Linked DNA regions of Mus musculus: region 2 is linked to region 1. Evidence: chromatin contacts called from public Hi-C data. All regions are on one chromosome and are shown on one strand. Each heading gives the region's core, a stretch centred on a gene start, on an enhancer-like site or on the middle of the called end of the contact. The rest is flanking DNA. Distances are from core to core; before and after follow the strand shown.

Evidence for each region. A called contact is a pair of places that touch in the nucleus more often than the background predicts.
Region 2: a Hi-C map of CD8 T cells shows a contact between it and region 1, with 5 times the contacts expected there. The contact joins the promoter of Vamp3 here to the promoter of Casp9 in region 1. A contact is called at or near these places in 2 of 484 Hi-C or Micro-C datasets (CD4 T cells and CD8 T cells).

What each region holds. Positions count from the first base shown.
Region 1 is chr4:141,788,964-141,795,324 of GRCm38.p6, forward strand. It overlaps Casp9 (caspase 9), which reads left to right and starts at 4,649. Exons shown (of 9, transcript NM_015733.5): 1 at 4,649-5,023. The coding sequence starts at 4,892. Dnajc16 (DnaJ heat shock protein family (Hsp40) member C16) reads right to left here and starts at 1,681. Exons shown (of 15, transcript NM_172338.2): 1 at 1,627-1,681; 2 at 1-110. The coding sequence starts at 92.
Region 2 is chr4:151,055,408-151,061,292 of GRCm38.p6, forward strand. It overlaps Vamp3 (vesicle-associated membrane protein 3), which reads right to left and starts at 2,546. Exons shown (of 5, transcript NM_009498.4): 1 at 2,467-2,546; 2 at 755-836. The coding sequence starts at 2,468. Gm38529 reads left to right here. Exons shown (of 2, transcript XM_017320565.2): 2 at 545-3,649. The coding sequence starts at 2,034. The coding sequence ends at 2,603. Camta1 (calmodulin binding transcription activator 1) reads right to left here. Exons shown (of 24, transcript NM_001081557.3): 24 at 4,116-5,885.

The DNA of each region.
Region 1 (6,361 bases), core at 3,399-5,898:
TATGGGTCAAAATCCAATGCAGACAGGCTTTGCAGGATCAGAACCAGAACCATCAAGAATCGCCAGGACACGCCCAACCTTTTCAATTCCATCTCTCTTCCTTCCCAGAGCTGAAATGATCAAGAGGTAGTTTTAAGTTCAAGAGACAGGAACTTGAATGGTCATGCTTCTTAAGGTAGGGAATAAAGATGTTCAAATGAGAGCTAAACACGAGATTTTTTTTTTTTAAGAGGGAATGTGTCAATCTAGTTGACCCTATCTTTAAAACAAAAAAGACCACTATTTTTGAATATCACACACAAGAACTATTATGAATTAAAAAAAAAAAGACAAGTCATAATAGATTAATAGATTAGAAAAGTCCTTTTAAAATTACTGGAAATGAATGCTCTGAAACAAGTGGTGACTCTGAGAATATATCTAGGATATCCAGGAGAGGATATCTCAAATGCACCATTTCATCTATCATAACAATAAACTTAAAATAATTGGCTTCAGAGTAGCTGAGAACGGGTCAAATTAGCTCACAAACTCATCATGATTTCTCATGTACTAAATTACATTCTAGGATCATTGTGGCATTTCTGGACACTAAATAGACATGAAAGTAAAACACCTTAAAATAACTGTGCATTAATATTCAGAAGTCTGCTATTATTAAGAATCCAGTTTCTTATCTAAAGAGAACAGGAAAGACTAGAAGAATAGGCACGGCTTTAAAATGTTTTAAACTACAACTCAGCTGAGGGGTAGAACTCAGTGTGGGTTTTGGAATAATCCTGGCTGGTTGATAAGGAGATAGCGTGGACCTGGAGATACACACACTCACACAGGGGGCTGTGATCTTTTATACCATATGCTGGTTTCATGGGTCCATTTATCTTGACCTCACAGTGTTTAGTAAGGTTCAGTGGCTGACACCTTACTCAGGGGGGGTGGATTTTGACAAGTGCAAGCCATAAACCCTGCTTGGGAGTCTTTATAAACAGTTGACCACTGTTTAGAACTGCACACATGCTAAGTAAAATCCACAAGCAAGCCAGTTCCTGTTTCTCTTTTAAGACAGCCTGTTCTGAGGTACTGGCTAAACTCACCCAGATTGGGGATCAGATTGCGGGGGTGGGGGGCTGTCCACCACCATTCTAGGACCTAAACCTGTGTTCTTGCTGATAGGGTGTGACTGAACACCAGCACCTAGCAGGATCTTTATGGGGATGGGGTACAGTAAAGTGGGTAAGGGGTTTACTAAGCAGAATCCACAGGCAGGGTGGGTGAAGTGTCTGCTGCGGGAGTGGGTGAGGTGGGGACAATTTTTGGCTGACGTTCTCCAGCTCCAGGGGGCCGGCCACAGGATTGGGGACGCGCTGGCCAACAGGTAGCCCTCGGCGTCCCCAAGCGCAGGCGGCGGAGGCTCCCCAGACGCTCCGCAGGACCAAGTCCCGACTCGGGCGCCCGCCCGGGTTACGACCTTCCGGGAGGCGGCCCCCTCCCCCGCCGCCCCGGTTCCTGTCGGCTCCCGGGGCCCCCCGGGGCCCAGCGCGGGCTGAGGACGCGGAGGATCTGACGGGAGATCCCCCAGCTTGCAAGGCCCCGCCACGCTCGCGCGTCAAGCCGGGAAGGAGTTACCGGGAAAGGGCACCGGCCCAACCGGCCGCAGCGTCCGTGCTCCAGTGAATCCGCCGGGGCCGGCGCTTCCAGTCCACACCAGAGAACCTGGGGAGGGGAAGGAGGCGGGGCCCAGGCCCGGGGCAGTCACGTGTCACTTAAAGACCCCACGCCTGCGACGCGCGCACAGACCGGTTTAGGCCGCACACGCGATGAACCTATTTTGGCCTTGACGGTCACCGTAGGCACCTGGATCTGGCGCAGTTGCTATAGGAACGGAGAGCGCTCTCTGGCTGGGTCTGAAAGCTTGCTCTTGACTAGCGAGGCCAGAACGTGCCTTCTAGCGAGGCGGAGTCGCTATGCATCACGGGATACCAGGAAGACCTCCCGGAACCGGGGAGGGGTTTCCACTGGTTGCCAGAAGATGGCCCACATCTAGCAACTGTTGCTAGGACGGGGACGCAGTCGCTGGTCCCAGTTCACTTTGACCCTATTCATAGAATCCTAGAGCGTCAGCGTTTGAGGCGACCTTAGGGATTCTTCCTAGTTCAACCTCTTCATATACTGAAGTTCGGAGAGGGCCAAAGACTTGCCCGAAGCTTAGAATCCAAGGCTCCAAATTCAGTACATCAACCCAAGGATGTTCTAGACTGGAATTTGGACAAGAACTGAGGGAAAGACGGGCGTGGTTGCGCACGCCTTTAATCCCAGCACTTGGGAGGCAGAGGCAGGTGGATATTTGAGTTCGAGGCCAGCCTGGTCTACAAAGTGAGTTCCAGGACAGCCAGGACTGTACAGAGAAACCCTGTCTTGAAAAAACAAACAAACAAGCAAACAAACAAACAAACAAACAAACAAAAGAACCGAGGGAAGAGGGCGTGGTGAATAAGGCTGACATTTTTTTTTTTTTTTTTTGCGCCCGTGACCAAGGGCTCTTGATGTATTTTCTATTCCATGCCTCGTGTTGAGTGAGTTCTTATGTAATCGGTTTCTAAAACACTTACCTAGCATGCTGTTTTTGTTGTTTGCTTTTGAGACAGGGTCTCACCGTGTAATCCTCGCTGGCCTGGAACTTACTAGGTGAATCAGGGTGGTCTCAAACTCAGGAGATCTGCCTGCCTCTGCCTCCTCAAAGAGTGCCGGGATTAAAAGTCTGCACTACCATGCCTGGCTCTCTCTTCTATACATTTAGTGTATATCGTTGTTCTTTGGGCTCTTTCAGGTAGAGCTCTTTCAGGTAAGCTCCTGCAGGTAGAGTCTCACACTTTTCTTGTTCAGCATTGTATCACTGTCTGCACAGACCTTGGTTTGTACAAGCTGCCAGTAAATATTTGAATAGTTAGTTGCAAAATAAATAAAAAATGAAGCTAAAGCCTATCATCGTCATCCCCCCCCCCCCCCCCGCCTCTCGTGCATGCTAGGCGAATGCGCTGTCGCAGAGCTGAATATTGGTCTGTGCCTAAGGCTTTGCTGCTCGAGTGACCTATACTATACCTGTGTTTTGGATTGATTTTCTGCACTGGCACCAGCAGACCAATTTGCACTCACTCATGTTTATTTTTACCAAGCTGAAACTAGGTTATTTAACAGTCTGAGAAATCAGGTGGCAGGGATAACTGCCAAATCCCCAAACAAGCCAGTTTTAGCCAACGTGGTGAATCTCCTTTACTTTGGGGCAACTAACCCCCTTTGAGTTTCTCATTACTGCTCTCCCCAGATTTCCTGTTTGTAAATTCACCTCAGCTGCTCCTCCCGAGTGTACATCCTATTTTATGGAAGGAAATGTTGACTGATGCCCAAATCAGGAAACAAGTGTAATATTATCGTTTGACATATTCCAAGGTGGATTCTTGGCTATGAGTCTATTCTGGTTCTGGTCACGCTGTGAGATCCCTGACACATGTCTACAGCTGTCATCAAGGAATAACTATATCCCTGTCAGGAATGTGGCATAAGGCTAGCAGAGAGAATAGCGTAAGGGGCTAGCACAATGCCCAATTACTTTTTTAAAAATGTGTTTAATTAGTTAATGCATATATGAGCACTCTGTCTTCATGCACAGAGGGAATCAGATCCCATTACAGATGGTTGTAAACCACTATGTGGTGGCTGGGATTTGAACTCAGGACCTCTGGAAGAACAGCTGGTCCTCTTTACCCTGAACCATCCATCTCTTCAGACCTTGTTCAATTACTTTTTTTAAAGATTTATTTATTTATTACATGTAAGTACACTGTAGCTGTCTTCAGACATCAGAAGAGGGTGTCATTTCTCAATACAGATGGTTGTTGAACCACCATGTGGTTGCTGGGATTTGAACTCATGACCTTCAGAATAGCAGTTGGTGTTCTTAACCGCTGAGCCATCTCTCCAGTTATTTCAATTACTTTTTAAGTCGTGGAAATAAGTGGTACAAAACTGAGAGAACATAGGATTAGATTCCTGGCAGTTTCTCTGGGGGAGGTGCTGAGGAGGGAAAGAGAGCGAGATCTAACCAATGAGCTTGGTTAGATTGAGGGCACGATAGCCCTGAAACAGCAGGCAGCAAGAGGTTTACTAGCCGCAGCGTTAGAAAGCCACAGCCAGCAAGGGACTTGAAAGATCTAGGACAAATGTCTAGGCGTGGTTTTCTTCCCTTTTCTCTCGTGATCCTTTGAGTATCTGTAGAAGTAGGGTCATTGTGAATTTTGGTAGAGCAATCGCCATGCGAGGGGAAAAGTTACAACTACCGCTAAGCAGAACCAGCAAATGGGAGCAAGATAGCAAGGCAACCACAAGGCCTGGAACCCTAGGGGAGAGTCTGGGATGCAAAGGAGGGCTTCGGGGCGGGGCGAAGGAACTCGGTAGGGCGGGATTGCTGGTCTACGAGGCGAGGAGGGGCGAGTCCTAGGGGAGAAGCGTTATCATGTGAGGCAGGTCTTAGTCCGTACGGCGAAGTGATGGGGCGGAGCTTGAATGCAGCGCCAGTGGGCGTGGCGAAGCAGCGCGGTCGTAGGGCGTGGCGAAGGGGCGGGGCCTGAGAGCGCGGCGTTGAGGGAGGTGTTGGGGGCTGGTGGTGGGGTGAGCGGCCGTGGGAGCTGTTTTGATTGCGGAGGTGGAGCCCAGTGAGCGCGAGTCACAGGCCGCGGGGCGGGGCGGGGCGGGGCGGAGCGGAGCCCAGTGGACCGGGTGACCGCTGGCCGGAGCGGGATCCCTGGAGGCGCTATGTGGGGGCGGGGCGTGGGCGCCGGGGCGGAACCCGAGGGCCGGAAGCGGACAGAACCCGGGGTCCCGCAATCGGCTCGCCATGGACGAGGCGGACCGGCAGCTCCTGCGGCGATGCAGGGTGCGCCTAGTGAGCGAGCTGCAAGTCGCGGAGCTCTGGGACGCTCTGCTGAGTCGAGAGCTCTTCACGCGCGACATGATCGAGGATATTCAGGTGCGCCCCGCCTCCTTGTGTCCGCCCTCTTTTTCCCGCGGCGCAGATAGGGACTGGGAGGTCGCTGAGAGGTTCTCTGAAGCCACTACGGAGCTCCTGCCCTTTTTTTCCGCTTTGCACCCTGTGCAATCCACGCCCTGGGAAACCATGGTGTGGGAACTCCATTTTTAAAACCTTCCCCAGTACTGCCCTCTTAGTTCGCCACAAGAATAAAATAGAAGAACCCATGCTCCTCTTTTGTGGAGTGTTTGTTAAAAGCGGTCTGTAATCTGCACCGTTTGAACTTTTATGATTTTTCTCTTCTCTAGTATAAGGGCCCTAGACACCCACTTTAGCCTTATACTGGCACATTGTACCAGTCACTTCCCGTTTTTGAATCTCAGTTTCTAGGGCTGTGAAATGGAACGGTGGTCATCCTGTCCTAGGACAAGGACATAGAATCAGGATCTGTCTTTTTTGGCTGGGCTTTTATCAAGTGCATGTTTTATAAAGGAGTTCAGAAAAGAAGGAATTTGATGCAGGTAATGCAGAAGAATAAAATCAAACATTTGATTTTTTTTAATCCACTTTCGCCCACTTAAACCTAGAGCATGAGTCACAATGTTGATGGCTTGTGTAAAGGGGTGTATTGAATTTCTACGCTATATGGATTACTGTGTGAGTGGAATTATTCTGGATCAAAATATAATGGTGGCAGTATTATTTTCATTGTACTAGAGTTCAATTTTAGCTTGATAAAATTCTGTATTACACAAGGGAAAAGGTCAACTTGTTCAAAGTCTAAAGATGAGTATGAAAATTACAGAGAAAACAGGATAGCTGTATGCATAAATGCATCTTCTATTGGAAGATACAGAGTAAAAACTCTTAAAGGACTCTAAAAAGAGAAAAAAAAAACCACTTTAGCATCTTTGTTCCAGTTGATGCCTCACCACAGGTCTGAAAAGGGAATATTTCTTTCTGAGAGGATATGAGTGCCAGGCCCTGGGGGACTGTCTACAAGGCTGTCTCCAGCATCTGTATTGGAACGTGGCTTGGTCCAGTGAAGGAGATAGAAGAAAGTGGTGTAGAGTCATGTGGTTAGCTGCCAAATAATAACAAAAGTAGGCTCAGGAACACATTTGGATGGGCCCATACTGATCAAGAAAAGTGGTTTGAAGGGAAAGTCCTAGCCTTCCAGAAGGCATATTAAGGGGGATCAGGAGCTGAACTGCCCAGAGTGGCACCAGCAGCCACTGTCTTGCTCCCTTCTCCAGCCAAGTGTGGTCAAAACAGTTCTGCCCTTGTGTTGGCAGTGGCAGATTGTTTGAAAGGAGCAGTTTGATCCAGGGGTGCCGG
Region 2 (5,885 bases), core at 1,296-3,795, 9.3 Mb after region 1:
CACTAGCTCAAGAATTCTAGGGAGAGCTGGGGCTACAGCAGTTCCACCTGCTATGGGTCCTTCAACAAATATCAGAGAAAGCAAAGACCTGCCTCTATTAGGGAACTAGTAAACCTGGCTATAAGACACACAACAATTTGGAAACAAAACAAAACCCAAATCAGAAAGACTTGTTCCTGGCTTGAATAATCCAATTACCCTATCTTACAAGTGGCTCTGGGGACAAGCTTTCAGATATGTTTTAGGTTTGTAATTGGTAGTAGAAAAATTAGTATGAAACCAGGAAGAGTCTCCTTTGTGCTTAGAAGATGGCTTCTAGAACATTCAGGCAAAGCATCATATACATAAAATAAAAATAAACCTAAACAAAAAGAATATGGAAATACTTGTCTGAGTTTCTCGCAGAATCTGTACTATTGCCCTTTAAATACACGTTTAAAAAGATGACTTCTGATATAGTCAAAATTTATGCCCACACACTGCTGATGCCTTTTTTCTCTAATGTTTTAAAAAAATAATTACATGCTTGTGTCTGTGTGTACAGGTGCATGCATGTGCCCTTGGAGGCAGTTACAAGCAGTTTCGTGATACAAATGAGAGTGCTTGGAACCCAGGTGGATCCTCTGCTAGAACAAGTAAGTGTTCTTTTAACTCCCGAGACATCTTTCTAGCTCCAACGACTCTTTTTCTAAATAAAATTCTAGAGAATTCCCATGTTTGTTTAAAAGTCACATTTAAAATTTTAGAGTGGTACCTCATCTACTTGATTTTGTGTCTGCTGGAGTCTTCGATTACTGCCAGTGGCAGCACTTGACCCCGAAGGCACACCTGTAGACCTGAAAGGTATAAAGTCACAAGTATGAGTACACTGTAATTCCCAGTGCACTTGATAAGCTAATATATAATCCCAATGCTCCAACCATGACATGGGAGGTGGACACATGAGAGTCTTGGAAGCCTGAGGGCCAGCTCACCTGATACATGCAGCACTGAACAAGAGATAGTGTCTCCAATAAGGTGGAAAGCCAGGACTGACATGTGAGGTTGTTCTCTGCTCTCAAGTGTCCTTTGCTCTCAAGTATACCATGGCCTGTTTGTGTGTATAAACTGTTATGGTGGGACGCAGTCTTAACTCCTTACACTGCAGTTATTTCTTAAAAGTCCCAAGGTAAAAAATAAAGGCACTAATATGTTTTTATAACCCCTCAATAATTCTTAAGACTGTATCACTTGATAGTGATAAAAGTCTGAAACAAATATTTAACAAGATCTGTTCTATGTCAATAAAGTGTGGGTTTTTTTTTTTTTTAAACTTGCTTTAAGACACACAGATGTTTAAAGTAGACTCCTGATCTTTTTGTTGTGGCTGATAATTAGGAACAATCACAGAACAGACAATATGAAGAAATAGGTTCAAAGTGCATGGAGGGGGTCTGTATGAACGGGAAGGAGGCTGAAGCAACTGTCTCTGTTGGAAAGTCATTCATCTCTCATAGGTTCAGTGAGTCTGGATTTTCACTCATCCCCACTTTTCACAAGTACTCTGGTTTTTAAGTCCTTATTGCCTCCATTAAACTCTTGTATCTAAAACAGCTTCCAATTTTTGCCTTCCTACACAACTGTCACTCTAGGGTTGACTCACAGCACTTTTTAAAGTTTGCACTGTGTCTACCACCAAGGACACATCACTGATGGCTGTCTCACATAACTCAGGGTCCGAAAATTAAACAGGTAAGGACCGTGCTCTGGAAGCACTATCCATGTTATTTATTTTTTCTCTCTTTAAAGTCTAATATCACTAAAGAGGATACTACGATCCTTCCCATCTTATTAAAACTTAGGCTGAACATGCGGCTGGCTGAACTGAACCAATTTAATCCTCTTGAGTGTGGACCGGACACTGCCATTTGCTCAGCAGTCTGACCAGGTACATCTTAAGTGGTGACAACAATTCTGGCTGAAGGTTGCAATTAGAAACCAATTTTAAAACCAGAGTGTGCTGGCTTAAAACGGAAGAGAAACCCATTGCCCAGATGCGTCGGGAGCGCCAAACGCTGGCCTACGACGGGCTCCCGGCCACCTCAGGTCTCCCGCTCCTGCCGGGCGCACCCCGCGCACAGAGTGAGCGTTCACGCTCGCTCCCGCCCCTCGCGAGGAAGGAGCCGCGGGGTGTGGCGGCCGCTTCCTCGGTCAGGCGGTGTCCCCACCCCCGTCCTTCCGCGTCTGCCCGCCGTCCGCGGGGCACTCGGGGACGTCGCGGCGCCACGACTCGTCCCGCAGCGTCCGGGGACAGGGTGCACCGCGGGGCCGCTGCCCACCTCAGGCCCCGGGACTCCGCGCGTAGGCCTGCGAGGCCTCCACTCGAGTCCGAGTGTCAAGCAGCGGCCACCGCGCCTGAAGCGGGTCGCAGGAGTGGGCCACCATCCCCGGAGCCCGCCTCGCCTCTCAGCGCAGCGCGTCACTCACATTTTGGCGGCGGTGGCGGCGGCGAATGGCCGAGGGTCGACGGACTCGCGCTGCAGGCAACCGAGGCTGAGGAGATGGGCGGGGCCGTGGTGACGTCACGAGCGGTGGCCGGACCGGAACCCGCGACGCGCTCTTAGTCGCCAGGGGCGCGCCGGAAATGGGCGGGATAGGAATCGAGCCGGGCGCAGCGCGGGCTGTCACCTCGGAGCAGAGCGGAGTGGGAGGGGCCAGAGCTTGCGCTGAAGTAGCGCCGGCGCTGACGAGTGGGCGGGCGTTCTCGGTGGACAAGTGGGCGGGGCTAGAGCGCGGCGCCTGCGCCTTTGGGCTGGGCTCTTCGCCGCCAAGGAATCACAGCAGCTCCCTGCAGTGTCTCTGCTGCCCTGTCTCTAGCCCTGGAAAGGCAGTTTAGAGTGAGAATGGGTACGTTTTACATTACTGTGAGCCCGCATACCTTGTCTCTCATGTTAGAAACAGCGGACGTGCCTAACGTTCCAGAATAATCTAGTGGTCCTGAGGAGACAAAGTTCTTTTCTGAGAAAGAGGCAGTAGGAAGTCCATGTGGAGTCTTGGCCACAGGATTTGGGAGAAGTCTCCTCTCAGGTTCTCACATGACAAATATTTGCCATTGCACGGATATTAAATCCCTAAAGGGAGCCTTGGCTTAGAGAACTGTAAGGTTCTTCATTTCTGTAATTCCCTGGCCCTTGCGGAGACGACACTCAATTTTTGTTCAACGGGGGTGAGTAGTTATGTGGAAAAGAATCCCAACAAGGTCTAAAACAGACTAAATAAACTCCGTTGGTGGATTCACTCAATGAAATACACTAAGGTATTTTTCCACTTCAGCATGGTAACTCCCAAAGGTGTGTGTTGCAATTAAAGAGCGCCACACCAGTGGGTACTAGGTTGAGTAGTAGTTATAAAAACCATTCTGGATAGGAGGAAATGGAGAGTGTGGGGCCGGGCTTAAACAGTGAACAGAAAATGCAGTGGGCTCCTGGTGGGAGGTTCAGAGTGTGAAACTGGCACTAGTTCTGAGGTAGATCAGAAGTGAAGTCCTACCAGAGAGATAACAGAACTCTACAGCCAAGAGGACTGGAACAGTGACGAAGAATACCTAGCAGGGAGGCCTTGTGAGGTAAGCTGGAAAGGGTCTTAAAAAAAAAAAAAACACACACAAAAACCACACACACACAACCCAGCCAACTACCTAGTAGAGCTAAAGAGTGTACTTAGTTGGCAGAGTGCTTGTCTAATATGCAGCCCTGGGTTTGATCCCCAGAACCACGTAGACCCAGGCTGTTAGCACACCCATAATCGCAACGAAAGCTTTTAGGTAAAAGGTTAAGAGGTTCAATGTCACCCTTAAGCTTAAGCGTTGGGAATTCATGGGTACTCTGAGCTACATGAGAAAGGTTAATTTAAAATTGAGATCCTTATCTTCCAAGTAACTGCATTTAAAATAAATCGATGTGTTAAGGAACCAGGCAAGGTAGGTAGAAAGGAAGTGCTTTGGGAAAGTGGCTCTAAGTGAAAGGCTGGGTGGGAGAACACTGCATGTGGAAAGTAAAATAATACTTCCAGTTCTAACTATGACCTCACTGTCAACACCTTGGATTTCAGATCAGGTTAAAGCAAAACACAGATAATATGGGGAAATTTTCTTCATTTTTAATTTACAGCAGAAAGAATATAAAGCATTCAGAAAACATTTTCCATATTTTTAAGGGCAATTCAAAACATTTTGCATGGTTTCCAGCAGCTGAGTTCTTCAACAGATCCATTGACTCAATGATGCTTTACATGCACAATTACAAAAATAAAACTTACAAAAAAGGAGACATCTAGACTAGTTTTACATGCAAGTCTCAGGGACCCCCCGTTGGGCGCCAACTACTGTGTGGAACTGCCATAAGCGACCGTGCAGCCAGAAAGGGGTTCATCTTAATGTCTTTATTTCATTCACACAGTACAGCTGATTTTGAATGGGTAACAAGGATAGCAATTAAATCTTCAGGAGACAGAATAAGATTAGCTATTAATTTTATCATGAAATCCTACTCCTGGCACTTGGGAATTCAGATTATCCAAGAAAGCTGCGCCTATCACCTTATATTCAAAATTAAGAGTTACAATCAAAAAAGGTGGTCATAAATGCTTTGTGTCAGTGGAAGTATGCTTCGACCTCACCTAGAATTCACAGTTGTACTGGTAGGTTTTGACCCTACTTCTATCTCCTCCATAAGAACTTCCTAATTCTATGTAAGTCTTTATCTTCCAGAGTTTTCTAACATATTCAGCTAATGTGGCATGTGAAACACTAAAAAATAAATGTGAGGGTTGAAGCAAATCCACTGAGGTCATTGCTCTGGTCAAATGATTGGTCATCTGAACCATAAGCAATGGAGTAAATGTATCCAGATCCATGATTGAGATAGGATATTCTGAAAAGAGCTGGCTTTACATTCTATTCCCTGTTATGAATACAATTGTTTATGTAAATTACTCAGTGTCCTCAGACAGGTCAAATTGTGTAAAATAATAGGTGTGGTGGGGGCGGGGGTAGGGGGGTCGAGGATTGCAACAGCTGCAACATAACCCACACATGTAAAAACAAAATTGGGTCGGGTCAGCTTACAAATGTACAGGTGGCTCCTAGCTGTGGGGCTGTCGCTGTTCCAAGCTGATCACAAGCAGAAAGACATGTACTGTACAGTAATTTGAGGTTGGCAGTGAAAGGAAGTAATTAAAAAACAAGTACAATTATAGAAAAGGCACCGAGAGCACTGACCCCAGTTTTTATTATTATTATTATTTTTAACCACAATCCTTTTGTTTCTACCTTCCTTCTGAAGACACCAGCTTAAAGCTCATTTGTGAATATTTTTAGGCTTCACAACAAGCCTCGAGTTTTAACTCACGGTTGGCAGCCAGAACCATGTTGGTTTGTTTTTTGTTTTTTGTTTTTTAAAAAAAGAAAATCTCATACCAACCAATTCTCACACTTAACCTGGGAGTTTTAAACTGGCATTAGCAAATGCAAAATTGGTTCTCTCATAAGTTAGCTTTGAAAGCATCAGATTTCTTTGGCTCCTCATTACCTGGAAAGTACTGTACCGTGGCACCCTTCCGTCAACACCAATCTCCACCGGGTTTCCCTTTTATTTTGTCGAGTGAGCAATTTTTATTCGTGGTTTTTGTTGTTGTTTGTTTTTTAATTTCCAGCAGGAGATATGAAAATGTGATATTTTTCTCATTTTGTCCTAATTTTTTTTCCTAAACATTGATCATCCTAATGTTCTTTGTTGGTGTGAGTGGATGGTGTTAAGGTCTCTAAGGATTCATCTTATGATTATCTATTTTGCAAAAGTAACTTAATTTTTTTAAGCAATATTAGCATTCACATTACTTGGCACCTT